2 separate regions of the Mus musculus genome follow, and region 2 is linked to region 1. Evidence: chromatin contacts called from public promoter capture Hi-C data. All regions are on one chromosome and are shown on one strand. The core of a region is the stretch at or near the end of the contact, and the rest is flanking DNA. Distances in the headings are between cores, read along the strand shown.

Region 1 (3,870 bases), core at 792-3,291:
AAAGATTTATTATTTTTAAATTACATAGGTAGGTAGGTAGGTGTGTGTGTGTGTGTGTGTGTGTGTGTGTGTGTGTGTGTGTGAGAATACATGTGTACCACATACTTGCAGTGCCCAAACAGGCCAGAAAAGGGTGATAGATCACCAGGAAGTTACCTGATGTGGGCGCTAGGAACTGAACCTGGGTCTCTGCAAGAGCACTAAGTGCTTATAACTGATAAACACCTCTCCAGTCTCTTCATGAGTTTTGTTTTGTTGTTTTGTTTTCAAGATAGGGTTTCTCTGTATAATAGTCCTGGCTGTCCTGGAACTTTCTATGTAGACTAGGCTGGCCTCAAACTCACAGAGATCCACCTGCCTCTGACTTCCTAGTGCTAGGATTAAAAACATGTGCCACCACACCCGGATCTTAATGCCTTTTTTTTTTTTTAACTGAATATGGTTTAAAAAAAATACTTTTGAAATAAAGGTCTCCCGTAGCCCAGACTCAAACTCCATATGCAGCTGAGCATGACCTCAAATTCTTGATCTTAATGTCACTGTGCCTAACAAGACATTCACATTCTTTTTTTTTTTTTTGTAAAGATTTATTTATTTATTATATGTAAGTACACTGTAGTTGTCTTCAGACACACCAGAAGAGGGAGTCAGATCTCGTTACGGGTGGTTGTGAGCCACCATGTGGTTGCTGGGATTTGAACTCCTGACCTTCAGAAGAGCAGTCGGGTGCTCTTACCCACTGAGCCATCTCACCAGCCCGACATTCACATTCTTAAAGAGAAATTTCATCCACATAAAAATGAAATGTTCATTAGGGCTTTTAAAAATGTCAGCATCTTTAGACATGGTTGGTGGCACACACCTTTAATCCCAGTACTTGGGAGGCAAAGGTAGGTCAAACTGAGGCTAGCCAGAGATACATAGTTAGACTCTATCTATTTAAAAAATAGATATAAAAGTCAATGTCATAATAGATTAAAAATGAAATTGAGTTCCAGGACAGCACAGAGAAATCTTGTCTCGAAAAAAAAAATTAAAATTAAAAAAAAATAAATTGAGGTGGAAAAGCAAGTCTAATAATAAGGAAATATTCTTTTTTCTCTTAAAAACGCTTGTTAAACTTTGTTTTAGTACTTTGGTACACAGAATTCTGTGCTATAATTGCCACAGAAAGAACAAAACCCCATGGCTATGTGCAGCCAGTGAATCCTTTACAGAGAGGGCAGCTTGATTGACAGGATTCTTTGGGGGAGTGGCATTGAGGGCCAGAGCCCTGCACATCCTTAGCCAGTGCTCTACCACTGAGCTACACCTCTGGCCTACTAGAATATCTTCTTCATCCACTGTAATGAGATTTTTTTGCCTGGGGGGGGTTAAATGTAAAAGCTCAATAATGTTGAAAAGTAGAGTCCATGGGGGAGGGGGTCAAGGTGTGGATCCACTGTACAGACCAAAGTGATTCCCCTATGTGGCTTGTGAGCCGGTGTGTGACCGCACAGTCAGAATGACAGCAATGCCCCTACACCATGCCCCTCACGATGCCACTTCATCTTAGACTCAGTTTCACTCTGAGAAAATGGAAAAGGAAGGTACTTGTGCCAGTCACTACCAGCACTTGTGGGGAGCCCTCCCCGTGCTGACCCTGCCTGAACTGGTGGAGTTTCTCTTGCATGATGGTGGATAGCTGTCATCCATCAAGATCACATTCAAGAACTCACCAAGCCCTAGAACAGCGCTCCAGTGACTGAGGGCAGAGACGATGTGTGGCAAGCAGCCCTCAGCATTTGGTGTGTGTGCGTGTGTGTGTGTGTGTGTGTGTGTGTGTGTGTGTGTGTACGCTATTCATGCCTCCAGAGGGCTATACTTGCCTTTTTGTTTCTAATTCTTTCTAGTCTTTTTTTTTTTTTTTTTTTTTAATCATCACTGTTTAGAACTCACACAGTTAGGATTAAACTGGCATTGCAGAGGCTGTGGAAGGCTGGGAGGACCTGAGTCTTCCCGTGACTCAGAAGGCCTGAGTGGCTTGTCCTTCCCTCCTGCTTGCCTGTTGCCTGGTCACCTCTGATGAGTACAGATGTTTCCTGGGAGAGGACTGGCCTGGAGGATATGGTGATGAAGCCAGAGTAGCCTTTCTGTGGCCTCCTTTCCAATACAGACAGTCGGAGGAGTGAGAACCCGAAAGGAGGCCAGTTCAGTCAGCCCTCACAACATCCAGGACATGTGCCCACACAGTGCTACTCAAAGCGTACGCAGTCCACATCTGAAATGTTGGGAAAGAAAACCCAAGTTCAGTTTATCAAGATATCTGTATTGTCTATAAAAACTGAACTCTGACGAGTCACTGGTACTGGTGGTAATAATCCGATGGCAGGCGGCATGTGGAGGGAAACCGGCTGCAGCCCACTGAGCCCACAGTAGGACCCTGTCCACAGTGGCGTGTGGGAAGAGTCATTTGTAAGGCCTCAGAAACCTTGACACTTTGGAACGTAGCAATCGGATGAAAGATCTTGGAAACATCTCTCGGGACTCCTGGGCTGTGTACTTGAAATAGTTCTGGGGATGTGCCAGGACATCAAACAGAGCCTTGATCAGTTTCTTATCCTGAAGAGAACAGAATTTTTGTTATGGGGCCAAGACACTCAAATCTTTTGACATTTTGCCAGTGGAATCATAATGACTCGCAATCGATGGGAGGTTCACTAGCTAGAAGTCGCTTGGTAAAAAACGGTTTCCTCTGATTGTTATCGTCTTTCCAGTTTTAATTTTTCTTAATTGCTAATAATAACTATGAATTACATTATGAAAGAAGATTTGATATATGGAAACTGCTTTTTCTTACCCAGATGAGATACAACATAGAGATTTGGAAAATAGTTTAGGGTTAAGTGGTATGGTAAGTATTTACTATTGGTCACTTACAAGTATCTAAAATGTGGTGGGTGAGCTTTGAGCCTGAAGCACGAACTAGGAGCCAAAGGTCTTTTCATTATTAAAGTTGAACATAAAAACACTATATGCCCCTGGCTTGGATTTCTTTTTTTTTTTTTCTTTTTTCTTTTTAAATTTACATTGGTGTTGTGCTGCCTCCATGTGTATCTGTGTGAAGGGGTCACATCCCCTGGAACTGGAATTACAGACAGTTGTGAACTGCCATGTGGGTGCTGGGGCTTTGAACCTGGATCCTCCTAACTGCTGAACCATCGCTCCAGCCTCCTGGCTTGGATCTCTAAGCACTCACCCTCCACACATGCACTCATGAACTCCAGCAGCTGTGTTTGCCTGCATAAGACCAGCACAAGATCAAGGCAGAGTTCCAGGATGGATGGGTAAAGAGCTCACAGTGCACTACCCTTAACTGAGAAGCTATGAGCAGCTGATGGCTGCTGGAGGAGAGAGGGTTAGTTTTCTTCAGGGACATGGCCATGCTCCTGTGACTAACCCTACAACTATGTGCATACACTAATCATATATACTACGATCGAACTTATTAAACTCAGTGGGTTATTTAGAAAAAGAGAGAGGTCATGAAGATGGAAAGGGAATACTTTGTGCAGGGTATGGCAGGAGTTAGGAGAGATGGTAGAAAAGTTCAAAATTATATATATAACTAAAGTTTATATATATAAAACACTAAAGACAGAAATTTGATATTTAACAAAATTAAATCGTGGGGAATGATGGAGCTGACCTTGCTCCCCATAAAGTCAATGTCTGGAAGCCGTATGTGGGAGCTCATGCTAACTTCCTGTGTGCTGAGGCAGGAACTCACCTTCAGTATTTCCTGATGGTTCTCAGAGGCATAGAGCCTGCCATCTCGAACTATGTCTTCAATGAGCTCCTGGTAGTCCTCTGTTAAAATAAAGGACATAT
Region 2 (3,983 bases), core at 853-3,352, 130 kb after region 1:
CACCAGGCACAGAGACATACATATATATGTAGGTAAAAACCCATCCTTATTAATTAATTAATTAATTAATTTAAAAATGTGATACAGGCCAAGCATATGCCTACGATCACTACTTGATAACACTGGGATTTGAACCCAGTTTGACCCCAGTCATATGCTAAAACTGCTCACTATCACCTTGGCTTATATTTAGGTCTTGCTTGATCAATTTAATACTTTAAAATCCTTGTTCTTGTTAATTTTCTTGCACTATAAATTAGAAGATCATGCTTATTTTATTAATCTGTCCTTACAAGACATGTAGCATGGCCTTCACTCCAACAGATTACTAAAGGTTAAGAGTATGTCTCTCTCAGTTATATAAAAGAGATACCTGCTAGTATTGGTTTTGAGAATTATGATGTCAAATATTTCTATAGGACATTTACATGTGTTTGTGACTGAGTGTGTGTGCACGAACGAAATTAAAGACAATATTCAGGAGTAGGCTCTTTCTTTCCACCAGGTGGGTTCCAAGAATGTAACTCAGATTGTCAGGTTTGTTGGCAAACACCTTTACCAACTGAGCTGCCTCACTGCTCCCCCTCATTTAACTTTTAATCTATGTGAAACAGGTTTCCTTATAGCATCAGATAAGGGTCCTTCCTTCAGCAAGACATTGTTCCAATATGCCAAATGATGTCCCAGTGACACACAAGTTTAACCTTGTCTCAATAGCCTTTACGTTCTAAAAGAAGCAGGCAGAGGATAACATAAGCTCGCTAACACAGTCAATCCATAAAACTCATCTCCTACAGCTGCATTTTGAACGGACCCTGCATCGTTTATGCTGAGTGCATCAATCACCCTTCCAACCTGTGACGATAAAAGAAAGCTTTCCATCTCAAACATCCAAAAACTAAGAAGAACCACTTTAAACCTTACTTCTGAGTTCCTCCAACTAGATAATGTTGACTCTGCCTAATTAAAGGCCAACAAATATTTATAACCTAAAAATAGACTACTTTTTTTAACATTATTAATGCTCTTAGGCCAAGCCATCAAAAAAGAAAATCAAAACAAAATCAACTCATCTAGTCAAGGGTCCTTTACAAAGCTGACAAAATGAAAGGCACACATTTTCATCTCTTACCCCTTGGCTCATCTTTTAAAAAGAGGGTTGGGGGCAGTTTTTCCAACCAGAATCAGGAAAGCAACTAAAATATCTAGATCCACCCAATAATGCTTGGTAGCTTCTCTCCCACTGCTGTGAGTCAAATAGAGAGTGTCCATAAAGAATTCTTATTTATTTATTTAATCTGTACGGATGCTTTGCCTGTGTCAGGTCTTAGGCAGTACACATATCCAGCCTTAGTCCAATTCCAGCTCCTACAGGAGGATTTCCGGTGGTTAGATAAAAGTCAGCATTCCTCAGGAACTTGTAAAACAGGCTCCAAATCAGCCAAAGGAGTCATTTCCCTTGCTTTTGGCAAATGGGACAAGAGGCTCCATTGACTTATGCCTGCAGTTATCAGCATATCCAAGTCCACACTAGCCTCCAGGCTCCTCACTCAGACCTCTTTCACACATTTCAAAGCCCCTCACCACCCTTCTCACCACCACCCCAAACCCTCAGCCCTCCTGCAGCTACTCATCCTCCTTATAACACAATATTTTCTGCTACCACCCTCTTAGCCCTACTTCCCTAGCCCTTCATGTCTAGTCTGCTTCTTTTTCTCTCTAGTTTGGACTCTTCCACAAGGCTGTGGTTATTTTCTCTTTTATTCACAATAAAAACCTCCCTCTAATCATGGATGGCGCGTTTGATGCTTTCTTCATTGCCCCTCTTCCCATACGGCTGGACGCATGTCTGGGCATCATAAGTGTGTTTGGTACCTGGGGAAGTCAGAAGAGGGCATCAGATCCCCTGAACTAGCACCACCATGTGGGTTCTAGGAATGGAAGAATAGCCAATGCTCTTCACCACTGAGCTATCTCTCCAGCCCCATCTATAAAGAACTTTATCAAGCCCAAATTCTGTGGATGCCCTGATGAGAGGTGGCTGAGGAGCACAGCTCAGGCACACACTTCAGAGGTGGCTAAGATACACAGGAACCGCTAAGTAGACCTCTTCACTCGTCATTCTGCACAACAGGGCCAAAAAGGGAGGGGTAAGAGGGCAAAATGAAAAAAGAGGCCATTTAACTTCTAGGCTCATAAAACAGTCTCATGCTGTTTCCTCTCAGCACAGGCTGGCAGCTGAAGCAATTTATAAACCTATGATCAAATCTGCAAGCATCGCCAGCGGCACCTGTGTGACTTTTTTTTGCGAAGATGCAAAACGTGGCAGACACTGAAGCCAAACAATCAGTTCTCTGCTCACCTCTGCCATGATGAAAGGGAGCATGGTAAGACAGCCACTGTCTAAGGTATTCCTCATGAATCCTCCAGATCCCAAAACTCTCCTGAACTCTTCCTTCAAAGGGCCACAGTGCCCTTTGCCAACCTCAGATGCCAAGCCAAATCAGTTCTCCCTCAGTACCTCTGTGAGTTCATCACTGAGGCACTTCAGCACATAGGATCCTACTGGAAAGCTACTGAGAGTGTCCCCAGAGAAGACAGGGACAGCCCCTTGCTGGTATTCTGTCTAAACTCCACCCCCACAGTTCCTGGCAGCAGCCAGGTATGCTCTGCCCCACAGTTACCTGGCAACAGCCAGGTAGGCTTGGCCCAGTATAAAAGGGGCCACTTGGCCTCTCCTCTCACTCTTACACTCTTGCCTCTCTTGCCTCTTGCCCCCTCGTCCCCCTTCTCATTCCCTGCCTCCCTCTCTCCATAGCCGACTTTCACTTATCTACTCTCTCCTTCTCTCTGCCTTTCTCTGCCTCTACTACTCTCTTAACTCCCCTCTCCATGCCCTAAATAAACTCTATTCTATACTTTACTGGGGTGTGTCTGGTCCCTCAGGGGGAAGGGATGCCTCAGCATGGGCATCCCCTCCCCCACACCCCACCAGAACATATTCTTATAGTTCTTTCTCTTTTTATGATCACAACATCCTTCCCTCACTCTAATGCTCTCAAGCTTACTTTCTGACATGGCTGCATCTTCAGACAATGAAACCCCAAAGAGAAGCCAAAACAAAAGATGCCTCACCAGACCAGCTCAGGCTCTCATTTGCTCAAGGCCACTGAGATCATGTGTTGGTGTTAAAAAGAACAAAGGGCTTTTTTACAGACTTCTGATGGCCAAAGATACGGCTGCAGCTGATGAATTCTAATTTGAGGGTCTAAGAAATGAACACTCTTCTACAGAAAGTGTCTTTCTACTCCAGGCTTACCACCTCAGTATCCTGCTGCTACCTGGCACAGAACCACAGTAAGGTCCTCCATCCTGCTGTCACACTCCCCTCCAACAGCGGAGTTTAAAGACCCCTTATAGTCCAAAGATGTCAACTAAAATGCTAAATTACCTGAGGGATAAAATGTGAGCTCATGCTTCCTTTACTGCTCGTTTTATGTACTATGGACATGTGTTCTTTTGAGAATAACAGAAAAGTGTGTTTCAAGGATACCATTACTCTTACCTCATCTTGTGTAATGTTTTACTTTTTAAAATACTGACCCGCAGCTCTTTACCCCCACAGAGGTTGTCTGCTATAAATCAGGGTAGAAAATATTCAGCTAAGGAACTGCCCGCAAAACTGTGTGGCCTGGGTGAATGGGACTCTAAGGCCATAGACAGCTGCTTTGGGAGGGCATGTCAGTGCCCTGCCTCCCACTGTCTACTTCTCCCCAAGCAGACCACAGCGGGAGGCCAGAAACTCAAGTGCAAAGGCTGTTCCAACGATGGAGAAAGCCACATAGCAGAGCGTCCACACACCAGAACACACAGAACACTGGGGTCTCTTACACAAACAATTCCTCCAACATTAAGAACACTGCTGGTTTCCGAGCAACTTCTTTATATACCCACGTGCCTAAAGTGCATGGAGAATGAAGATG

Evidence for each region. Capture Hi-C pulls out chosen DNA fragments and counts their contacts.
Region 2: a contact with region 1 is called in a promoter capture Hi-C map of pancreatic islet. The contact joins two enhancer-like sites. A contact is called at or near these places in 3 of 39 promoter capture datasets (the C10 cell line, HPC-7-derived erythroid cells and hematopoietic stem and progenitor cells), 2 of 115 datasets of contacts at active chromatin or transcription factors (both in embryonic stem cells) and 3 of 9 other capture datasets (adipose tissue, liver and pancreatic islet).

The regions. Positions count from the first base shown.
Region 1 is chr7:109,796,805-109,800,674 of GRCm38.p6, forward strand. Scube2 (signal peptide, CUB domain, EGF-like 2) reads right to left here. Exons shown (of 22, transcript NM_020052.2): 21 at 3,770-3,849; 22 at 1,886-2,601. The coding sequence ends at 2,449. Among named protein-coding and RNA genes, the nearest start is that of Nrip3, 17 kb to the left of the region's middle. Within about 2 kb of position 2,042, at least 5 of the 459 cell types and tissues checked have an H3K27ac peak or open chromatin away from gene starts, as enhancers often do. A contact at or near this core is called in pancreatic islet, where this site is marked.
Region 2 is chr7:109,922,484-109,926,466 of GRCm38.p6, forward strand. All of the region lies in intron 5 of Dennd5a (DENN/MADD domain containing 5A), which reads right to left. Among named protein-coding and RNA genes, the nearest start is that of Dennd5a, 36 kb to the right of the region's middle. Within about 2 kb of position 2,103, at least 27 of the 459 cell types and tissues checked have an H3K27ac peak or open chromatin away from gene starts, as enhancers often do. A contact at or near this core is called in pancreatic islet, where this site is marked.